Regions from separate parts of the Sus scrofa genome. Here all the other regions are linked to region 3. A link is a contact called in public Hi-C and HiChIP or PLAC-seq data. All regions are on one chromosome and are shown on one strand. The core of a region is the stretch at or near the end of the contact, and the rest is flanking DNA. Distances in the headings are between cores, read along the strand shown.

Region 1 (3,513 bases), core at 787-3,286, 220 kb after region 3:
AACAGAAATTGGTTTTCTCACAGCTCTGGGTGCTGGAAGTCTGGGCTCAAGGTGTGCAGGGCTGGTTTCTTCTGTGGGCTCTAAGGGGCGCCTGGTCCACCCCTCTCCCAGCCCTTGGGATCTTCCACAGTACTCGGTGTTCCTGACCTGGAGATTTGCCACCCCAGTCTCTGCCTCTCATCACGTGGCCTTTTCTCTGTGCGGCTCACCTTCTCTTCTCTTAAGGACAACGGTTATACTGGATTAGGGTCCATCCTAATGACCTCAGCTTAATTTGATCACATCTGCAAAGAACTTTCCAAATAAAGTCATATTCACATGTGTTAGGGGGAGGGATTAGGACTTCAGTATATTTGGAGGGACACATAATTCAACCCACAGCACTGATTATTTTATTTTATTTTATTTTAGTGCCGAACCTGAGGCATATGGAAATTCCCAGGCTAGGGGTGGAGTCCGAGCTGTAGCTGCCAGCCTATACCTCAGCCACAGCAACGAGGGATCAAAGCCATGTCTGTGACCTACACCACAGCTCATGGCAATGCTGCATCCTTAATTCACTGAGCAAATCTAGGGATCAAACCCGAGTCCTCATGGATACTAATCGGGTCCACTACCTCTGAGCCATAATGGGAACTCCCAGCACTGACCCACTTAAAATTAATCACGGCGTTTCCGTCATGGCTCTTTGCCGTGAGCTGTGGTGTAGGTCACAGACACGGCTTGGATCCCCCATTGCTGTGGCTGTGCTGTAGGCTGGCAGCTGCAGCTCTGATTCCACCCCTAGCCTGGGAACTTCCATATTCGCAGGTGTGGCCCTAAAAAATAACTAACTAACTAAATAAATATGGAGTTAGTTTAATGAAAAAGTCACATGTCCTTTTTAAAAAAAGTGTCAGAACACACGTGTCTGGCCTCTGGCCCCCCACTTCATTTGTCTTGGCTCCATTTGCTGTAGTCACAAAGAAGCCACTCTTGACTTTTTATGGCCGGGGACCATGTCCCCCTGGAGATCATGACCTCCCTCAACTGCAGGCAGCTGGTGATCTCAGATGCATTATGAAATTAAATAACTTCTCCTAAATCTAACTTTAAAGTTTCTCCAAGTCCCCTAAATTTTCTTGCCTGTGATTATCTAGCAGGGGTGATGGGGTCCGGGGCGAGGGGGGAGGTGGGGGGAGGACACTGTCAACAGAGCAAGTGCAGTGTGACAATTGCAAGACGGGCCTGTCTTCTGTGACCTGACCTCTTGGTTCACATTCCCATGCAAGTTCACCTACTTTCACCTTAGTACAGGGCCAAATCTGGATACCAAGAGTCAGCTACTTTTTAGCTTCTGCTGCCAGAAAATGGATTTTTTTTTTCCTTTTACAAAATGTGAAAATGTGGCTTCTTATTTTGCGAAGGCAATTCGCTTTTGACACCATTAATGAAGTGACTCGAATTTATCCAAGCTGATCAAAGGTTCGGCGTTCATTCTTGTCCGCCTTGACTGCAGTGCCCCCTAGTGGCTCCTTTGATAACAAAGTTCTCTGGGTTGATTGCTTTACAGAAACAAAAGAATACATTTTAGCAAATTCGTTTTCCAAAGTGAGTTGGTGGGGTTTTTTTTCGGGGGGGGGGGTTGCCAGCTAAACTTCACCTCAATACATGACCACATTATGCATATATAAATCTTCTGATTGTTCACATGAAATTCTCTACAAATGTGTTCCCTTTCCTTGTTTAAGGAAAGAGGGGAGAGGGGAGGGAGGAATAATAAAATGGTCACAGACGAAATGAGCATAAGGGCTTTTGAATTGTGGTTGGTAACATGATATCTGTCTATAGAAAACTGAAATGTGAAAATACAGCTATAGTGAAGTTTTAAAACTGAGATTATCATGACTAAACAATTTTAAAAGCAGGATAAGGATATGAATTCATTCAGCCAGCATCTGACCTCTCTTTTCTGCCAGACTTGTGACAAGTGTGTGTGGCGGAAACAGCAGGTCCCAGATAAAGGCCACTTTCTTGCTGCTTTGCATAAATGTGTTCTGCCTGTGACTTTATCCCATTTTATTCATCTCAGACCCGGATCTCCAGCTGCCCTGCATGCCCCCTGTCCTTGGGGTGGCGGTGAAGGCCTTGGCCTCACTTCCTTGCTCTGTAGCTTCGAGGAGGCTGCTCAGTGGGCAGCAAGTCAAGGGATTCAAGTAAGGTTTCTCTTGTTCTCGGAAACAGATTTGGGGCTGAGGGGGTGGTTTTCAAGGCTTCTCTGAAGTAATTGTAAAGATATTGCAGAGAGGGAGTTCCCGTCATGGCTCAGTGGTTAACGAATCCAACTGGGGACCATGAAGTTGCGGGTTCGACCCCTGGCCTTGCTCAGTGGGCTAAGGATCTGCCGTTGCTGTGAGCTGTGGTGTAGGTCACAGATGTGGCTCGGATCCCGCGTTGCTATGGCTCTGGTGTAGGCCGGTGGCTACAGCTCCGATAAGACCCCTAGACTGAGAACCTCCATATGCCGAGGGAACAGCTCCAGAAAAGGCAAAAAGACAAGAACAAAACAAAACAAAAAAACTCGAGATATTGCAGAGATTCCCAGGTTTCGAGATTTGACAAGCCAAAAAGGAAAGAGTTTTATGGAGGACTTAGGAGTTCCTGTTGCACAGTGGAAACGAATCCTTCTGGGAACCATGAGGTTGCGGGTTCGATCCCTGGCCTCGTTCAGTGGGTTAAGGATCTGGTGTTGCCGTGAGCTGTGGTGTAGGTTGCAGGCGCAGCTTGGATCCTGCGTTGCTGTGGCTGTGGCATAGGCTGGTGGCTACAGCTCCGATTAGACCCCTAGGAACCTCCATATGCTGTGGGTGCAGCCCTAAAAAGACAAAATGAATAAATATATAAATGGAGGATTTTAAAAAAGATTGCTAATTAAAAAAAGTCCCCAACCAATAGCATTAAAAGTAATCATTAAACAACTACTATCCACATTAGTTCACAAAAGAGAGAACAATTAAATATAAAAGATAAGACAATTAAAGAAAGCCATTTCTTGCCAGGGAAAATGTGGTTTTCTTTTTCTTTCCTGAACTTTTTAAAAATTTTAAATGATTTTTATTTTTTCCATTATAGCTGCAGCATATGGATGTTCCCAGACTGGGGGTCGAACTGCAGCTGCAACTGCAGGCCCACATCACAGCCGCAGCAACACCAGATCCAAGCCCCATCTGTGACCTATTCCAAAGCTTGTGGCAACACCTTAAACCACTAATGGAGGCCGCATCCTCATGACACCATGCGGTGCTCTTAACCCACTGAGCCATAATGGAAACTCTGAAAATGTGGGGGTTTTTTTTTTGTTTTTTGTTTTTGTTGTTGCTGTTGCTGTTGTTGTTGTTGTTGCTATTTCTTGGGCCGCTCAGGCGGCATATGGAGGTTCCCAGGCTAGGGGTCCAATCGGAGCTGTAGCCACCGGCCACACCAGAGCCACAGCAACGCGGGATCCGAGCCGCGTCTGCAACCTACACCACAGCT
Region 2 (3,328 bases), core at 700-3,199, 140 kb after region 3:
GGTTGGGCTCTTAACCTGCTGAGCTGCCATGGGAACTCCTGAAACATAGTTTTGACCATAGATGGGTTTTACAGTTATAGACGCTTTCATCATTTCTAAGCCTCCCTATTTTCGTTTTGCCTAAAATGGTATTTTTCACAAGGTGAGGTTATGAATGTTGAACAAATCATTAGTATACCTTGTTTGGCAGCTTAGGTATCAAAGCTTGGAGAAGAAACGCTCCAGGGTCCTTTTGCCTTGATGAATTGCCCTCACAGTGGAGGGAGTTAAGAGCTGGTCGTGCATATCCAGTCACGTGGTTCTGAGACATCTGGAAAGAACGTAGTTGAAGATTTTAGTGCTGGTCTAGATCCCTTAACTAGAGAATGGAGCATAATTATCCATTTTAGAAACGATGCTGTTTGGTTCTAACCATCTCTAATTGTTGGGTTTCTCATTTCAATCTGTGGAATTAACAAGTTTGGAACCTCCTTTGTCAGACTTGCCTAAGAATCTTTTTTTCCTTTGCTCATAATTGGAGAGCTCTTAGTAATCTTTAATCAAATTTTTCTTTGAACAAGCTTAATTACATCTCATTCCAGCTTTATTGACCAGTGTGGCTAATTGATCCTTTTTCTTCCATAATATTGCTTTGTATGCTTTTTTAAAGGCAGCTATAGCTTCTTTTGCTTTCATTTTCTCTTTGTTGCCAAATATTCCTTTGAAAAATCGTAATTATTTTTAAAAATCACAGAAGTCACATAACAGTAGAATTATTTGGCTTTTGTTTTCCCTTTGGAATCAGCTCCCTACAAATCATACTGCAAGTGACATTTTTCTTTAGATTTGAGGTTTGAAAACCAAACATGAGACCAGCATCCTCTAACCGCTGCGGAAATCTGTGGCAGAAGTTCTCATGCTTTGTGCCATGTGGGGAACTCTTGTTCATATATTCCAGTGTCAGAGGCCATTTCCTCTTTTTTTTTTTTTTTTAAAGGATAGCTTGGAGGAGAAAGGCGGGTGGCAACTGTGTCTCATTAATGACTCATGTTCCTGTGTCTGTGAGCATCAGGTGAACAGAGGGCAGAACTCTCCAAAACAGTGTTCTCAGGGTGGGCAGCCTCCCTTAAAAAATCTGATTCCTCCTGCTTCTTTCTGCCTTTCCGTCACATTCTGGCTAAGTGTTCACATAGCATCATCCCCTTAGTGAGGAAACAGGAAATGAGAACAGAATTACATTCACCCAGACTGGTGGGGGAAAAAAAATGAAAGAAAAAAGAAAACGACAACCACAACCCAAAAAAAAAAAAATTCCTAGAGGGGAAAAGAGGGAATGGAAGGCAGAGAAAGAAATGAGAGGCATAGACAGAATCTTGAGAGAGAGGTGAAGGATAGAGAATTGCTTATTTATTTATTTATTTATTTATTGTCTTTTTAGGGCTGCGCCCGTGGCATTTGCAAGATCCCAGGCTAATGGTTGAATCAGAGCTGCAGCTGCCTGCCTACACCACAGCCACATCAACACTGAATCCAGGCTGTGTCCATGGCTTGTGGCAACACTGGATCCTTAACCCACTGAGCGAGGCCAGGGATCAAACCCACATCCTCATGGGTACTAGTCAGGTTCATAAGCCCCTGAGCCCCATCGGGAACTCCTACATTTTTAAAATTGCCTTGGTTTGGGTTATTCCAGCCTTTGCCTTGACGGAAAAGTTTCCAACTCTGAAATGCTGGAGCTGTAGATCTGTGGGCCCAGACATGTTCTGTATGAAAGATGTTGTAATCATCAGCTGACCGCGCCTGGCACCTTGGCAAAGGCTCCCTTAGTCAGCAGTAGGGTGGGTTCTGTGGGGGAGCGGAGGGGAGAGGAAAGGAGCCCCAGAAAAGCATGAGGTGATTCCGCTGGGAGGCTCCCTCCAGGGAAGTCCACAGCCTGGTGAGTCAGCAAAGTCCAGCCTGTGGGTCCAAGTTGATGGCTTGTTGAAGGAGAATAGTCAGAGACAGCAGGAGGTGACGAGGTGATGGATGAGCTCCCTGGGGCCACAGGAAAGATGCAGTTTCCTGTTGCCTGTGCTTTATTTAACCAAACGGCTAGGTGAGCAAGGATTTCGTGAGAATTAGCCCATATTCCCATGCTGTATTTTCACTCTGTACAATTGTTAACTTCGGGTGTAATTTTTGTTGGTTGTAACCTAATCACCTCTTCTGATGAGAAGATTTTGGTTTTCTTGCCTTTAGCTAATACTTAATGGAAGTTGTTAGTGTCAGCTATAAACCAACATTAAATATTTGCTTTGGAGGCCAGTAAAGTCAGAGATAAGACCGAAAATGAGATCACGCATGCCCCTGGTTTCACCATGTGCAAAATGATGAAGCTGATATTAATCCAAACTGGCTGCCAGGCCACTTCTAGCACCTTCAGCTTTGCTTACCTTATCTTACAGGGATGTGCCCAGGTCTCTGTTTGGTGCTAGAGGTCCCACTTCGGGGCTGCTACACCTGCCAGCAATGGAAATAATAAAAGCCAATGCTTAAGTGTGCTTGCTCTGCACAAAACACTGCTCCAGGTACCACCCATGACACACATATCCAGCCATTTACCCTCCAAATTATCAGAAATGTTGTGTTATATGTTCACACTTTACAAATGAGGAAACTGAGACACAGAAAAGTTAAAACTTGGGGTGGGGGGAGATAAATTAGGAGTTTGGGATTAACATAGGCACACTACTAAATATAAAACAGATCGGGAGTTCCTCTGTGGCTCAGCAGGTTAAGGGTCCGGCATTGTCACTGCTGAGGTGCAGGTTCCATCCCTGGATCAGGAACTTCCCTATACCCACAGGTGCTGCCAAACAAACAAAAAACAAACAGACAAACAGGATGTACTGTAGAGCCCAAGGAACTATACTCAATAGCTTGTAATAACCTATAATGGAAAAGAACCTGAAGAATATACGTGTGTGTGTGTGTGTGTATAACTGCATCACTTTGCTGTATACCTGAAACAACACTGTAAGTTAATTATACTTCAAACAAACAAACAAACAAAAAACTGTACTTCAATTAAAAAAAATTTTTTTTTTGGTCTTTTTGCCTTTTCTAGGGCCGCTCCTGAGGCATATGGAGGTTCCCAGGCTAGGGGCTGAATCTGTAGCTGCTGGCCTACACCAGAGCCACAGCAACTCGGGATCCGAGCCGCGTCTGCAACCTACACCACAGCTCAAGGCAATGCCGGATTCTTAACCCACTGAGCAAGGCCAGGGACTGAACCCGCAACCTCATGGTTCCTAGTTGGATCTGTTAACCACTGTGCCACGACGGGAACTCCCTTAAAATTGTTTTAAAA
Region 3 (3,657 bases), core at 593-3,092:
AAAAATTGTATTAATGAATGATTCATTCCTTTCCAGTCTCCACCTCTCACCATGAATGTGGGTATAACACTGAGACACCACTTTTTTTTTAAAAAAAAAAAAGGGATATTACTATCATGCAAGAACATTTCACTTAGGCCATTGTAAACAGTTGTTAGATTATTTATAATCAGTGGGCATCCAGAAAGTACAATCACTTGAAATAATGTATCTAATTAAACTGATAAAGTTAGCCAAAAGAGATGCAAACCTTCACCAATCTAATATTCTGGAAGATTCCAAAACTGTCCTTGATTTACAAAACATCCCCTGGCTTTCAGTGAAAGTCACATCAGGCTCCTTAAGTCAACTAAGTTTACTTTGAGCCACTTCAAACCTCAAACTTAAATAGAATTTATTAAATAAACACAACCAAGAAAGGAAAGGGAGCCAAGAAACTACAGTAACTCTCGGTCCTGGGGGGGAAAAAAAGGAGGTTCTCAAGACAGAGATTTCAAGTAACTGTGGTGTCCCGCCCTCCATGACCCTAAAAGGAACATCAGTTTAATCTTTAAAAATAACCAATGTTCGCTCTAAACGCTTTTCTTTACATTCGAATTTAAAATCTACAAAAACAGTCCGCACAAATTCCTACTCTTTTTGTCTCCCTGTCCGGAATGATCTCAGATCCTAAAAAGAGCACTTCTTGGTGAGCATTAGAACCTAGACTCCAAAGGTCCGACAGGCAGAAAACACAGTGAATGATTAAACCCTCGCCTCCCCCTTCTCACACTTCATTAAGCCGTCTCCACTGGAAGTGTTTGCACCCCTCTCACAGGAAGCCGGCACGTTTTGCAAAGGAAATACCAAACCAGACCCTTTCTTGGAGAAAGGCACGTCCCCGATGAATATTTTATTGGGCACCCTGGAAGTGGGGCATGCAGACCTCCCGGCCAGGCCCCTCGTCCGCCGCCTCACCTAGCGCCGGGCGCCGTTGGGACACCCGGGGAGCCGGCCACTCCTGCAAAAGGACGCTCACCTTCGCTCACCGGAGCCAAGTTGAGAGCACGGGACAAAATAAAACCTGCCTCGGCTTACTCAGCCGGAGACTCCCCGGGGGTTGATTTCTGACGACTCCCAAAAAGTTTCGCCCTCTCGGGTTTAGCGCGCGCGGTAGCAAGTGTGCGCGCTGCGCCGCGGGCACATCCCTCCCTCCCCGGAGGCCAGGTCTGGGCAGGAAGGGAGCCCGCGCCCGGCTCCCGGAACGCAGCCCGAGCTGGGCCAGGACGCCGGCGTCCGCCCTCCCGGCCGCTAGCGCACTCACCTCGGGAAAGAAGTTGTCCATTGTTCCCGTGCGCTCCCCAACTTGCCCGAGTCCGGCTTCCAGCTCGAGGAAGTCAGCCCAACAGAAGGTCCGGGGAAACCATGCGTGTCACGGCGCGATTCCCAGCAACTTGACCCCGCGGAGCTCCCCCACTGCCATCGCTTTTTCCCCTTATTGTCTTTCGCACCTTTTGTTTGCCCAAACCCAAGTCTCTAACTCATTCGTCCCAACTGCAGCCTTTGTCTCTTTCTCCAAGTTCCTCACTCCTGGGCGCTGCGCTAGCAAGCGGAGAACAGCTGGTGGCACATTCTTCCCCCGCGGCTGGGGGAGGGTGGCGGGGAGCTGGGGAGCGCGCCCCCTCCCTCTGCCCTCCGGCGGGAGGCGCTCGGGGCGGGCAGGGGAACAGCGGCCACAAAGCGAGCCCGGAGTTGCTCTCCCCGCGCGAGCACTGCAGCGGTGAATATTCGGGCGCCAGGGCTCAACCGGCTCACAGCCGCACGGAGACTTGCGGACAGGAGCGCACGGCCAGCCCCGCCCGCTCGTCCGGCCCCGCCCACTCGCTCCCCTCGCCCCGCCCCACCGAGCGCTGAGCCCCGCCCACCCTGCCCGGTCTGCCACGCCACGCCACGCCCCTGCAGGAGCCCACTCCTCCCCGCGCTTCCGCAGGGTTCTGCCCCACCCGGCGGCGCACCCCGCCCCCATCTTCTCCGGGTCCCCTCCCACCCTGCTCCTCCGGCTGCCTCAGGCTCCGAGGCGGGCGGGGAAGGCGGGGCCTGATAGGCTCCCCTTACATCCCCGCCCTTCCGCCTCCCAGCCTCCCCACCTAGTTGAGGGCGGGGGAGTTGACTCTTCCTTCTGGTGATAGAGACCAAATAGTCACCGAGGAGGAGGGGTTGGGGGACTTTTTTGTGTGCCTTTGATCTTTGGCAGACCCTGGAACCGGCTAAGCACGGATCTCATTAATGCGTCGGCAGATGAGCGACCCAGGCAATGGAAGCGTGGTCCGCGAAGCTGCCCTGGCTGTTGGGCCAAATCAAAGCGGAGAACCGAGGCTAATCAGAATTTCTGGAAGCTGCCTTCCCGTGTGGAGTTTCTCTCCTGCTGTTAGGTTAAAAGACTTTTTCATTGGAGCCAGAAAATGTAGTTTTGTAAATTGGAAGAGGACGTGGCCAATTGCACCCTAAAAATGTAACCCTTTCCTGGACCTAAAGGAAGCAGATAGCCAAACGGAAGGGAGATGAATGAAGGCTCAACCCTTCCCCCCGCCCCGGTACTGAGTGTTAGTTTCCTCTAGGGCAGGTCCTCAAACTTTAGAGTGCACAGGAATCACCTGCGAATCTTGTTGAGCTGCAGGTCGGAATTCTGTGGGGTGAGAATCCATAAGCTGCATTTTCAGCAGGCTTTCAGGTGCTTTCGGACACCCAACCTTGTACTGTTTTGCAAACTGTTTGGAACCTGTCTGTAATGAGGGGAGAAATTGAGAGCAAAGGTTTAGACACTTTTGTAGCAATTTCAAAATGCCGCTGATATACAAGCACGTGATCGGTGAACGCTTTGAACCGAGTGCAAACCATTTTGGGTATTGTCAGACTCGTAGTAAGTCATACCTGGCACTCCAGGGTTGTCCTATGGGTACTTGACAGATTGGGGAGGGGAAAAACAAACAAACAAACAAAAAAACAAAAACACGGCTGGTTCTTCACCACAAATGGTTTGAGAAGCTCTCTCTAGGGGATTTGCCAACTGCTACTCATCCTTTAAAACTCAAGTCGAAAAGTCACATCTTCAAGGGGAAGCTTGCCCAGAGATGCCCAGCCATTCATCATAATTCCAGCTCCACCTAACCACTGGGTGTGGCTTATTCCTAAGGCTACTGGAGAAACTATGGCGTATTGAGGTAAACCTACATCATGTCCAGGGGTTTTTATTGGTGTCCTACTCATCTTCAGTTGGCAGAGTCAAAGCTCAAGAGAGGAAACTGTGGAGCTCCTGCTGTGGCTCAGCAGGTTAAGAACCTCGCAGTATCCATGAGGATGTGGGATTGGTCACTGGCCTCAGTAAGTGGATTAAGGATCTGTTGTTGCCGCAAACTGCAGTGTGAGTCACAGATGCTCCTCGGATCTGGTGCTGCTGTGGCTGTGGCTTAGGTGGGCAGAAGCAGCACCATGTCGACCCCTAGCCTGGGAACTTCCATAGGCCACAGGTACAGCCCTAAAAAGAAAAAAAAAAGGGGGGGGGGACTGTTCTTTCAAATTGGTATCCCCAACCTGTCTCAGAGAATGAATGAATGAAGCATCTCTCTGTAAACCTCCTGTGAAAATTTAAGTGTGTTTGTAACCTATCTCAGCATTAAT

What was found. Hi-C and Micro-C count contacts between places; a contact is called where the count stands out from the background. HiChIP or PLAC-seq counts read pairs in DNA pulled down with a chosen protein or histone mark.
Region 1: a Hi-C map of liver shows a contact between it and region 3, with 2.0 times the contacts expected there. The contact joins the enhancer-like site here to the promoter of MYO10 in region 3. A contact is called at or near these places in 2 of 5 promoter capture datasets (fetal liver and liver), 11 of 47 Hi-C or Micro-C datasets (alveolar macrophages, embryonic fibroblasts, epiblast stem cells and 5 more) and 1 of 2 datasets of contacts at active chromatin or transcription factors (skeletal muscle).
Region 2: a contact with region 3 is called in an H3K27ac HiChIP or PLAC-seq map of alveolar macrophages. The contact joins the enhancer-like site here to the promoter of MYO10 in region 3. A contact is called at or near these places in 2 of 5 promoter capture datasets (both in liver), 12 of 47 Hi-C or Micro-C datasets (alveolar macrophages, embryonic fibroblasts, epiblast stem cells and 7 more) and 2 of 2 datasets of contacts at active chromatin or transcription factors (alveolar macrophages and skeletal muscle).

What each region holds. Positions count from the first base shown.
Region 1 is chr16:6,359,240-6,362,752 of Sscrofa11.1, forward strand. No RefSeq gene overlaps it. Among named protein-coding and RNA genes, the nearest start is that of BASP1, 23 kb to the right of the region's middle. Within about 2 kb of position 2,037, at least 2 of the 83 cell types and tissues checked have an H3K27ac peak or open chromatin away from gene starts, as enhancers often do. A contact at or near this core is called in liver, where this site is marked.
Region 2 is chr16:6,283,707-6,287,034 of Sscrofa11.1, forward strand. No RefSeq gene overlaps it. Among named protein-coding and RNA genes, the nearest start is that of BASP1, 99 kb to the right of the region's middle. Within about 2 kb of position 1,950, at least 9 of the 83 cell types and tissues checked have an H3K27ac peak or open chromatin away from gene starts, as enhancers often do. A contact at or near this core is called in alveolar macrophages and embryonic fibroblasts, where this site is marked.
Region 3 is chr16:6,143,643-6,147,299 of Sscrofa11.1, forward strand. MYO10 (unconventional myosin-X) reads right to left here and starts at 1,843. Exons shown (of 41, transcript XM_005672397.3): 1 at 1,304-1,843. The coding sequence starts at 1,324.